2 separate regions of the Astyanax mexicanus genome follow, and region 1 is linked to region 2. The links are chromatin contacts, called in public Hi-C maps. All regions are on one chromosome and are shown on one strand. Each heading gives the region's core, a stretch centred on a gene start, on an enhancer-like site or on the middle of the called end of the contact. The rest is flanking DNA. Distances are from core to core; before and after follow the strand shown. Region 1 holds the start of pde3b (phosphodiesterase 3B). Region 2 overlaps pde3b (phosphodiesterase 3B).

Region 1 (4,856 bases), core at 1,678-4,177, 51 kb before region 2:
GGCCACATCAACACTGTACAGGAAGAGCAAGGCGGACCAATCAGAGACGTGGAGGGAACGGGGCCGCGTCCTCAACCACACAGCACGGCCGCGTCACAATTCAATATTGTACACCAATAGTGTACTGAAACACAGTACCAAAAGTAAAAGAATTTAGACACACATTACACCTCTTCTCATTCCATGTGTTTTCTTTCTTATATATATATTTTTAAACATTTAAATTTATTTTATAAACAAAAAATATCAAATGTTATTAAATAAACTAGAATGTTTATATTTTTATATATGTATTGTTGCTATCCAATGAAAAACATGTTTCTCCAAAAATAAAATCTTAGTTTTCACTGAAAATCAAAATTTCAGTTCATACTGAACAGGTACGCTAAATGGCTAGCTAATTCAGTCAGGTAATTTATCACAAACACTAGGTTATCTTACTAGGCACTGGTGTTTAAATTAATTTTTAAAATGTAGTGTTCACATTTATATTAGTGATCTGTGTGCAGCTGGAATAACAATTCTGGTGGACTACATATGGGCTAGTGGACTACCGAGTGGACTACAGAGTATGCTAGTGGACTACAAAGTGGAATAATGGACTACAGAGTGGAATAATGGACTACTGAGAAGTTCATCCCAGAAAATTTATTTTGTTTCATTTATCAATATATTTTGACACACTGTAAGGGACAGTTTGTGTTTGCAAATTATGTAGTAAACTAAAAAAACAACAAAAATGGAGATACTTGTTTTACATTGGACAGCAACTATCAAACACATTATGGTGAAACTGGCACTCATCAGCACCGCCCGAGGAAAGGAAGAGCAAGAGTTCCATCGGTTGCACAGGATACACCATCAGAGCTACCAGCCTCAGAAACCTTAGAGTATTTTGTTTTTTCTTACAATGCAAATGTAATATTGAAGATTATATTAAAGCTATACAAAATCACATACTTAATTATTTAGTTTAAAAAGTGTTAAATATACCAGTAACACATTTCTCTTGAGGATAGATCTGCAGACTCTTGGTATTTTAATCTCAGTGTCTTCATGAGGGAGAGTCCCCTGGAATAGTTTTTTCAGCATCTTAAAGGAAGGAGTTCCTGGAGGTGCTGAACAATAGTTTTACGCTGTGAAGATCCTGCTCATCTTAATTAAATCACGTCAAATCACCATCTCAGTTAATCAGAGGGGATTGTGGAGGATAAACACTGTTTTGCTGTTTACTACATAATTCTATATGCATCCCTTAATTGTTTTAATGTATTTAAAGGATCAATATGCAATTTATTTATCAGATATTAAGGAAACATGCTGAGTGAAAGCATTGGCAGCTCTTGTTAGCAGGGCTTCAGCCAGTACATTCCTATTTTAAGTGTTCGGTCTACTTCGCCTACAGGTATATCAGTGGCACAGCAAATGAGTTAGCTAGCAGGGCTGGTTCAGTTAAACCTCAGCTGCTACACAGCTTAAAAAACTCAGCATGTCTCAAAAAAGCTCAGTAACCAAAGAAGGAATAAAACAAGAGTGAATATTGGCAGTGAGTTCGAAAGCTGGGGAAGACTTTGAGTTCAAAAAGACTATAAGACCAACCCAGAGCTGCTACTTTTCTCCTGAACAGGTAAGCTAAATGGCTAGCTAATTCAGTCAGTTAGTTTATCACAAACACTAGGTTATCTTACTAGGCACTGGTGTTTAAATTAATGTTAAAAATGTAGTGTTCACATTCATATCAGTGATCTGTGTGCAGCTGGAATAACAACGCTGGTGGACTACCTATGGGCTAGTGACTACCCAGTGGACTACAGAGTGTACTAGTGGACTACAGAGTGGAATAGTGGACGACAGAGTGGAATAGTGGACTACTGAGAAGACTATTGGACTACCGAGTTGACTAGTGGACTAGTGGGTTAGTAAACTACCGAGTGAACTAGTGGAAAACCAAGTTGCCTAATTGACTATTAGACTATTGAGTTATAAATAAATAAATAAGTAATGACCTACTGTCCCAAAATAATGAATTAGTATCTTAAAATACTGACTTACTATCTTAAAATAATGACTTACTATATCGACATAATGAATAAGTATCTCAAAATAGTCGTTTAGTTAATAAAAATAAAAAATTGGTATTTTAGGTGATGGGAATGGGATTTCCTATAAAAAAGAAAAAAGTTTTTACACAGTATTTATCAGTAAATTTACAGAAAAATATCTGTTTTGATACAGACCGACAGTAAAGTAACAGATTTTTTTAAAGTAGTGAAACTGACAGTCCATTTGCCTTTTTTTTTTACAGAAGGATTTTTACAGTGTATACTCAACACTGGGATAATTGTAACAGTGGACAGTAACTGTATTTAACCGTATCAACTTTGCAACCTGTACATATTTCATAAAACTACTTACAATACAATACAAAAACGTTTCAGTGCTTGACACACTGGAGTTTATGATACAGCAAATTGGAAGTTCCAGTCATGTGTAATTGTTGTTTTTTGTATTTATTGGAAAAAAAAACACAAAACGTGCAGCAACCATCCCTGTCTCTGGTCTTTCCTACATTAGTGTAACTTAGTGGTTCTATTTCGTTACTATACATCTCTTAAAATGCATAAACTAGTAGCAGAAAGCAATGCATATACTGTAGTTGCATGGGGTGTCCAGAAGTATTTGGACACGTGCACAGTCTGCACAGTACACACACACACACACACACACACACACACACACACAGTGCAGTTATAGTGCTGTATCTGATATATCCTCTAGACGGTGCAGTGGAGCTCCCTGCCTGCCTTCTTTCTCTCTTTACAAGAAAAGCCCTCAGAACCACAACAACAACATTTCACCTTCTTTTCCTGCTCGGGAGCCAAAATGCTGGAGCCCGTTTGAGCGAACATGGAGCGCGTTCGCCCGTCGAGTGCGAGAACCGTCGGTGGCGGCGCGAGGAAACTTTAAACACACGCGGAGAAAAGAGAGCGAGGAGGAGGAAGGAGGAATACCGAGAAACCGAGCATGGCAGTCCGGGAGGACGGAGAGCTGCTCCAGCGCGGCGGGAAGAACAGCGGCAGACAGCAGCAGCAAGACGGAGCCGCCACTGCCACCGCCACCGTCACCTCCACCGAGAGCCTGAGGAACGGCTACGTGAAGGGCTGCGTGACGCCGCTGAAGCAGGACGGCGAGCGGGGGCTGCTGGCTCACGCGTGCCGCCTGTGCGGCGCCTCGGAGCCGCTGCGGGCCTGGGCGGCCTGCGCTGGCGGAGCCCTGGCCGCGCTGGTCGCCGCTCTGGCCGCCGCGTGGCTGCTGCTGTTAGCGGCAGCTGCTTCTCCAGCCTCCCCGTCTCGCTGGAGCTCGGCAGCGGCGGGGCTGCGGGAGTTCGCGGGCGACGCGTGGCACTCCGCGAGCCCGCTGTTCAGCATCGGCTGCGCCTACTTCTTCCTCACGCTGTACCTGCGGCGGGCGGAGCGGGAGAGCGGCCGCGGCTGGCTGCTCGCCCTGCCCGCCTCCTGCCACCTCGGGGACTGGCTGCTGGCGCGGTTCGTGGAGGACGGGGAGAGGGATTCGGACGAGGAAGCCCCGGTGGTGGCGGCGGCGAGCCGGCTGCCGCTCGCTCTGGCCTGTGCCGGCCTGCTGACGCTGGCCCCCGCGGCTCTCCGGCTCCGCCACAGCGTGCTGGCGCTGGCCCTGGCCGCCGCCGCCTGGCTAGTGGCGCTCGGGGGGCTGGGACGCGTGCCCCCCGCGCTCAGGCCTGCCCTCGCCGCCCTGGCGGGAACCGGGGGCGCCGCGCTGGCTCTGGGCTTCGAGCGGCGCTACCCGGCGCGGCAGGCCGTGAGCAGCGCGGGGACCGAGGAGAAGGTGCCGGTGGTGCGGCCGAGGAGGAGATCGAGCTGCGCGGCGCTGGGGGAAGCGGCCGGGGGCTGCTACGGAGGAGCCTGGAAGATGCCCCGGAGGCCCTCGCTGCCCTGCATATCCAGAGAACAGGTGAGATAACAGTTACAACATATGCTGGGGTATTATTTTATATTATATTATTAGCATTACTATTATTATTATAAACATAATTGTTTATTTAGATTGTCACGTGGCTATAAGCTGTATCGTGGTTGGTTGTGTTTGGCACTGATAGGTCAAGAGTGAGTTTTCCCTCGGTTGTTTTGGTAAACTTTAAAATATTTAAAATATGTGTAGTAACTTATGGTGGGGCTACTATATATTGTTGGGCTACTTCTCTGCTACAGTGATGGAAACAGAGTCAGTGTTGCCAATAATATATAAAACAATACATGTAAATACAGTGAATACAAATTATTTTATTAGTATTAATAATAATATAATCATATTTGTTTATTTAGCTTGGCACGTGGCTATAAGCTGTTTGGCCAAGAGTGAGTTTTTCCTTGGTTGTTTTGGTAAACTTTAAAATGTAAATCTTTTTAGTAATAGTACTATATGGTAGTATTGTTGGGCTACTTCCCTAGTACAGTAATAGAAACAGAGCCAATAAGGCCAATAATATATAAAACAGTATTTACAAAAATACAGTTGCTGTGGTTAACTGGTAAATGGAACTTCTATGCAGTTCTATTAACCTTAATTATTACAATTATTTTATTTCTGTAGCAATACAGGGAGGTACTTTAAACAATACAAGGCCAGTAGGTAAAGCACAAGACTATGCACAAGTGTGCATAGAGAAAATACAAAAATACAACAGGTGAGGGACATGTGGGGTTGTTTCTGTTACTAGTAGTAGTATTATTGTTGTTGTTATACGTATTTGTTTGGCTCGCTGTATCGTGGTTGGTTGGGTTTGGCACTGTATAACCAAGCTTGTTTTGGTAAACTGG
Region 2 (5,555 bases), core at 1,526-4,025:
GTGGTTTTAAAACTACTTAAAGTATAAAAGTAGAAGTAACTACCCTTTCTCCAAAACACATTTTTCTAAAAGCTATAAAGACTATAATGTTAAAATATTAAAATGATAATGTTGAAAACCTTATATTTGGGATACACTAGGCTCCCAATGTTTCTGCTGCATATATGCCCAATTGTAAATGAATGTATTTTATATTTAGTAGAATGTAACTATATATTAAATATATTCTTTAATATATATATATATATATATATATATATATATATATATATATATATATATATATATATATATATATATATATATATATGATAAAGGATATATTAAAGAAGGGTGTGCAGGTGTGATGGATCACAGTATAAACCAATAGGGAGTCGGAATGGTATATTTTTATACTTATATGTTTATACTCTACATCCAATCACAATCAGATTCACTCTGATCTGGATGGAGAGATTTATCTGGATAGAGGTTTTATTGAACGATGAGAAGCCGGAATTTAAAAAAACGAGCTGAAATGAGTAAACAGGAGTAACGAGGCTGTTTTTATTAAAATGTAAGGAGTAGAACGTTCAGATAATTGTGTGAAAATGTAATAAAAAAATAAACAGTCCAGTACAGTAGAGAGAACCTACATTGCAACTTAACCCTCCTATTATGTAAATTTTTTTAGGAACAGCAATGGTGTTCCAGGGTCAGTTTGACCCGCTGCATCTTTAATTATCCAAAAGATAAACTTAAAAACCCCCCAAAAATCCTTACAAGAAGTGTAAATATAATTTTTTTTACTAACTCAATTAGGATAATTCACTCGTTTTTCATTCAAACTTTTTTTAACGTTTCCCTACTTTATTTACTTTTAAAAGACCAACATACAAAACAATAGTTTTACATAACATTGAAACATAACATTGTAATTTTGTTTTAGTTTTTGCAAATATGTGAGATGAACCATTTTCATATTATATGTTCATTAAACTAATTAAGGCAAGCAGAAGAAGTTTTAAACTGAAAAAAATACTTTTAACTATTTTTCCTAGAGCTTCAAACATTAAACCAGGTCAAGTTGACCCGGAACAAAACAGGAGGGTTAAGTACAGTAACAAACGAATGCTACTTTTTTATATATATATATATATATATATATATATATATATATATATATATATATATATATATAAAAGGTCATATCTTGATATTTTGATTATTTTATGAATTTTTACATTGTAAATTTAATATTAAAGACTATATTGAAGCTATTCAGGAACACATGCTGAATTGTTTAGCATTAAACAAACCAGAATGAGTTTTATGCTTTAGATTATTCTAAATAAGTATTACATGTATCTTTGAGGACAGATCTGCAGACTCTTGGTGAGATTTTAATCTCAGTGTCTTCATGAGGGAGAGTCACCTGGAATAGTTTTCTCAGCATCTTGAAGGAAGGAGTTCCTGGAGGTGATGAACAATAGTTGCTGCTAATTTTCCTAATGCTTCCTGATTTTATTAATGGCTGTTAACTAGGTTGAAAAAACATTAATATAAGTCAATAGAAAGAGCAACAGGCAACAGTGGCCTGGATGCTTATCGTACTTTGTCGTTTCCATCAGTCAGCATTAATATATCTAATAAAATAATATAGGAAAGTCACTTTAATATAATTAAGCTAATGTAATATAAGGTTAGCATACACCACGTTATGACACATTATGATTACTGGATAAATCATTAATCTTGGTAGTTAAATGTAGTTAAAAGTTGTCAACATATATGTTAATGCTGACTTATGGAAACCACAAAGATTAACAGTATAAATAAATGTGATCAATGAATCAGTATTTTGCGAATGAAAAATAAGTAATTGTGATAAACGATGTTGTTGTAATTAAACTATTATTATTATTATTATTATTGCGTACGATTATTATGCGAGTTTATTATGGTTATCTTAGTAATCAGTGCACTTTACTGTGAATGTTAATGTTGAAATTATTTTAAGAAATAAAAGTTAATTACTCTTTAAAACTGTTTTAATGTACTTTTATGCTATTATACTATGATTATATCAGTGTCATAAAATGCTTTTAAAATTACAATAATATAATTTATCGCAATTATTTATTTATATGCATTATTTCTAGGACACAATATTGTCCAAACTTAAACAGTTATTATTGTGACTGGTCTAAAAGTTGGAACAGATAAACTGCTTTTAATGTTATCAATATACTGAGTTATTCTATTAGTTGTAAATGTTCTTGCATTTTTATTATTATTATTATTATTATTATTATTATTATTATTATTATTATTATTATTATTATTATTATTATTATTATTATTATTATTATTATTATTTGAGCTCTCTAAACAAATTCATTATCAATTTGTTGTACAAAATATATATTTTTATTATTATGGTTATCTTAGTAATCAGTGCACTTTACTGTGAATGTTAATGTTGAAATTATTTTAAGAAATAAAAGTTCATTACTCTTTAAAACTGTTTTAATGTTTTCTTATGATTATATCATTATCAAAAAATGACAAACATATAGTTTATCGCAATTATTTCTAGGGTAAAATATTGTCCAAACTTAAACAGTTATTATTTTGACTGGTCTAAAAGTTGGACCAAATAAACTGCTTTTAAGCAGTTAGTTATACAGAGTTTTGTATTAGTGTAAATGTTTTTTTGCAATATTATTATTATTATTATTATTATTTTAAGATACTATGCAATACGCTCCACACACACAGTGCTGCAGTGTAAAGCATGAGCTGGGTGGAGGTGGGCGTGAGTCTCAGGGTATTGTCTGGTTCAGTGGCTGGTTCAGTGGCTGGTCTCAGAGGCTGAGGGCTCTGAATGGTAAAAAATGCCATTGTGGGAAAAAGTTCATCATTGACGTAATAGACTTGACCTTCCTCAGCTTGTGGCATTTTTGTTGTTCCTGCAAACACGTGTTTGTCATTATGCAAGCTCCTCGCCGCCTGGCACCGCGCCACCGCTCCAGCCTGCCGCTCGCCCGCGCCGGGGAGAGTGGCAGGTTCCGCGCCGGGTGAGCCGGTGAGCCGCTGATCTGCTCTGAGCTGCGGAGGAACAGTTTAATCTGCTCTGCTTTGTGTTTCTGCAGGACGTTTCCCCAAACATGCTGAAACAGCATGAAGCAATAAATACACTGTATAAATATACTGAAATATTCAGCGTTTAATACACAGATTTACCCCAAATTACAGCACGTCAACTTCTACTACTGGCATTTTCTCTCTTTTTAATGGAGTTTTTATTAAAAAAATAAGATCCAACTAACATCAGTTTAGAGTATAGAGCTTAACATCCCTCAACAAAACACATTAAAAAACATAAAAGAAATAAAGAAATAAAATGAAATGTGCAAAAATCATAAAAAGACATTAAAATACATGTTGAATTATAAAAAAACATGAAAGACTGAAAGAGAAAGAGAGACTGAAAGATAGAAAGAGAGATTGAAAGAAGGAAAGAGAGACCAAAAGACGGAAAGAAACTAAAGGACAGAAAGAGAGACTGAAAGAAAAACACTGAAAGAGATGCAGAAAGACGGAGAGAGACTGAAGGACAGACTGAGAGAAAAAGACTGAAAAAGAGATGCAGGTAGAAAGACTGAAAGACAGAAAGAGATGCTGAAAAATGGAAAGAGACTGAAGGAAAGAAAGAGAGGCTGAAAGATAGAAAGAGAGACTGAAAGAAAAACACTGAAAGGACAAGGACAGACAGAGAAAAAGATTGAAAAAGAGATGCAGGTAGAAAGAGACTGAAGGACAGAAATAGAGGCTGAAAGATGGAAAGAGAGACTGAAAGACAGAAAGAGACTAAGAGAAAAAGACTGAAAAAGAGATGCAGGTAGAAAGACTGAAAGACAGAAAGAGAGGCTGAAAAATGGAAAGAGACTGAAGGAAAGAAAGAGAGGCTGAAGGATAGAAAGAGAGACTGAAAGAAAAACACTGAAAGGACAAGGACAGACAGAGAAAAAGATTGAAAAAGAGATGCAGGTAGAAAGAGACTGAAGGACAGAAATAGAGGCTGAAAGACGGAAAGAGAGACTGAAAGACAGAAAGAGACTAAGAGAAAAAGACTGAAAGAGAGATGCAGAAAGAGAGAGACTGAAAGACATAAAGAGAGACTGAAAGAAAGATGCAGAAAGAAATAAAATCTTTAATAAAAAATCTTCAATAGATAGAGAGACTGAACAAGACGGAAAGAAAGACTGAAAGACTGAAAGTTAGGCTGAAAGACAGAAAAAGAGACTGAAAGACAGAAGGTGAGACTGAAAGACGGAAAGAGACAGAGAGAGACTGAAAGAGACGGAGAGAGACTGAAAAAGACCGACCCAGAGAGAAATTAAAAGACCGAGAGAAAGAATGAAAGAAAGACAGAGAGAGATTGAAAGTGAGAGAGAGAATTAGACAGTGAAAAGAGGAAAGAGAGAGAGAGAGAGTGACAGCAGTCCTGTAGAAAAGCCTGAAGACCTGATTCTGCCCTGCTTGTGTCAGAGCTGCCTGCAGAGGGGGAGGAGCAGCATGTGGAGGGGGCGGGGCAGATGGGAACAGCAAAGGGGTTCTTGGAAGCTCCACATCTGTATGGTGGGGGTGTGGGGGGGGGGGCATGGCGGGACAGAGAGGCAGGGAAGGCTGTAGAGAGTGCCAGCTGTGACGGGGGTGGGCACGGCTGGAAGGCACGGCGCCGGGTTGGACGCTGTGTGCCGGGTCTGGACCTCCTGCGTCATCAGTGTCTGGTCAGACTGGAGGCTGGAGGCAGGTGGCCTCGCCTCGCCGGCTGTAAATCAGAGAGCCGCCAAAACAGCTGCTCACAATCAGGGATCACCCTTTTAACAGTAGTGCAAACACACACACACACACACACACACACACACTCTCAGTACTGGATTATTATATACTATTTTCACTGTTTTTGCATTATTTGCACTAAAATAAATATAATATAATATAATATAATATATATATATATTTAGAATTGAATTGCACACAGACAGTAAAGTGTGAAGGCCAAAAAATGGTCTAATGTAAGAGAAAACGCTGCAATATATGTCAAATATAATCTACAATAATTCAAATAAATCAGTCACTGTTAGGTCTGTCACAATAATTGCAATACCGATTTATCGCACAATAAAAGAACATGATCTCAATAATTTCTGATCATTGTGATATCGTCTATTGTGTTTAATTGTATGTTTGTTCACACATATAATAGTGAACAGGTGCCATCTTTAAAAAGTGTATAATTGTTTTTTATGCTATTCTGTTATCATTATGTCAGTGGCATTTAGTAGTCTTAAATTTACAAAAAAATATTGTGTATCGCAATAATCGTATCGTCCACAAAAAAAAAACTTATCGTGACAGACCTAGTCACCGTTTGAGGCAAAACTATCCTTCAAATGTTTTAACTTGTTTGTCTGAATATTTTTGATTGCAAAATGTATGTATTTTATACATGCAAGAAATAAGAGAGCACTTAAAAATGTTTCTTTGATTTTACCAAATTAAAAACC

What was found. Hi-C and Micro-C count contacts between places; a contact is called where the count stands out from the background.
Region 1: a Hi-C map of blood shows a contact between it and region 2, with 2.7 times the contacts expected there. The contact joins the promoter of pde3b here to the enhancer-like site in region 2. A contact is called at or near these places in 2 of 3 Hi-C or Micro-C datasets (blood and muscle).

Annotation. Positions count from the first base shown.
Region 1 is chr16:40,536,559-40,541,414 of AstMex3_surface, reverse strand. pde3b (phosphodiesterase 3B) reads left to right here and starts at 2,927. Exons shown (of 16, transcript XM_022670109.2): 1 at 2,927-3,990. The coding sequence starts at 3,025. It overlaps copb1 (COPI coat complex subunit beta 1), which reads right to left and starts at 13. Exons shown (of 22, transcript XM_049465388.1): 1 at 1-13.
Region 2 is chr16:40,484,806-40,490,360 of AstMex3_surface, reverse strand. The region is part of intron 1 of pde3b (phosphodiesterase 3B); the gene reads left to right. Among protein-coding and RNA genes, the nearest start is that of LOC125782185, 35 kb to the left of the region's middle. Within about 2 kb of position 2,775, the one cell type or tissue checked has an H3K27ac peak away from gene starts, as active enhancers do.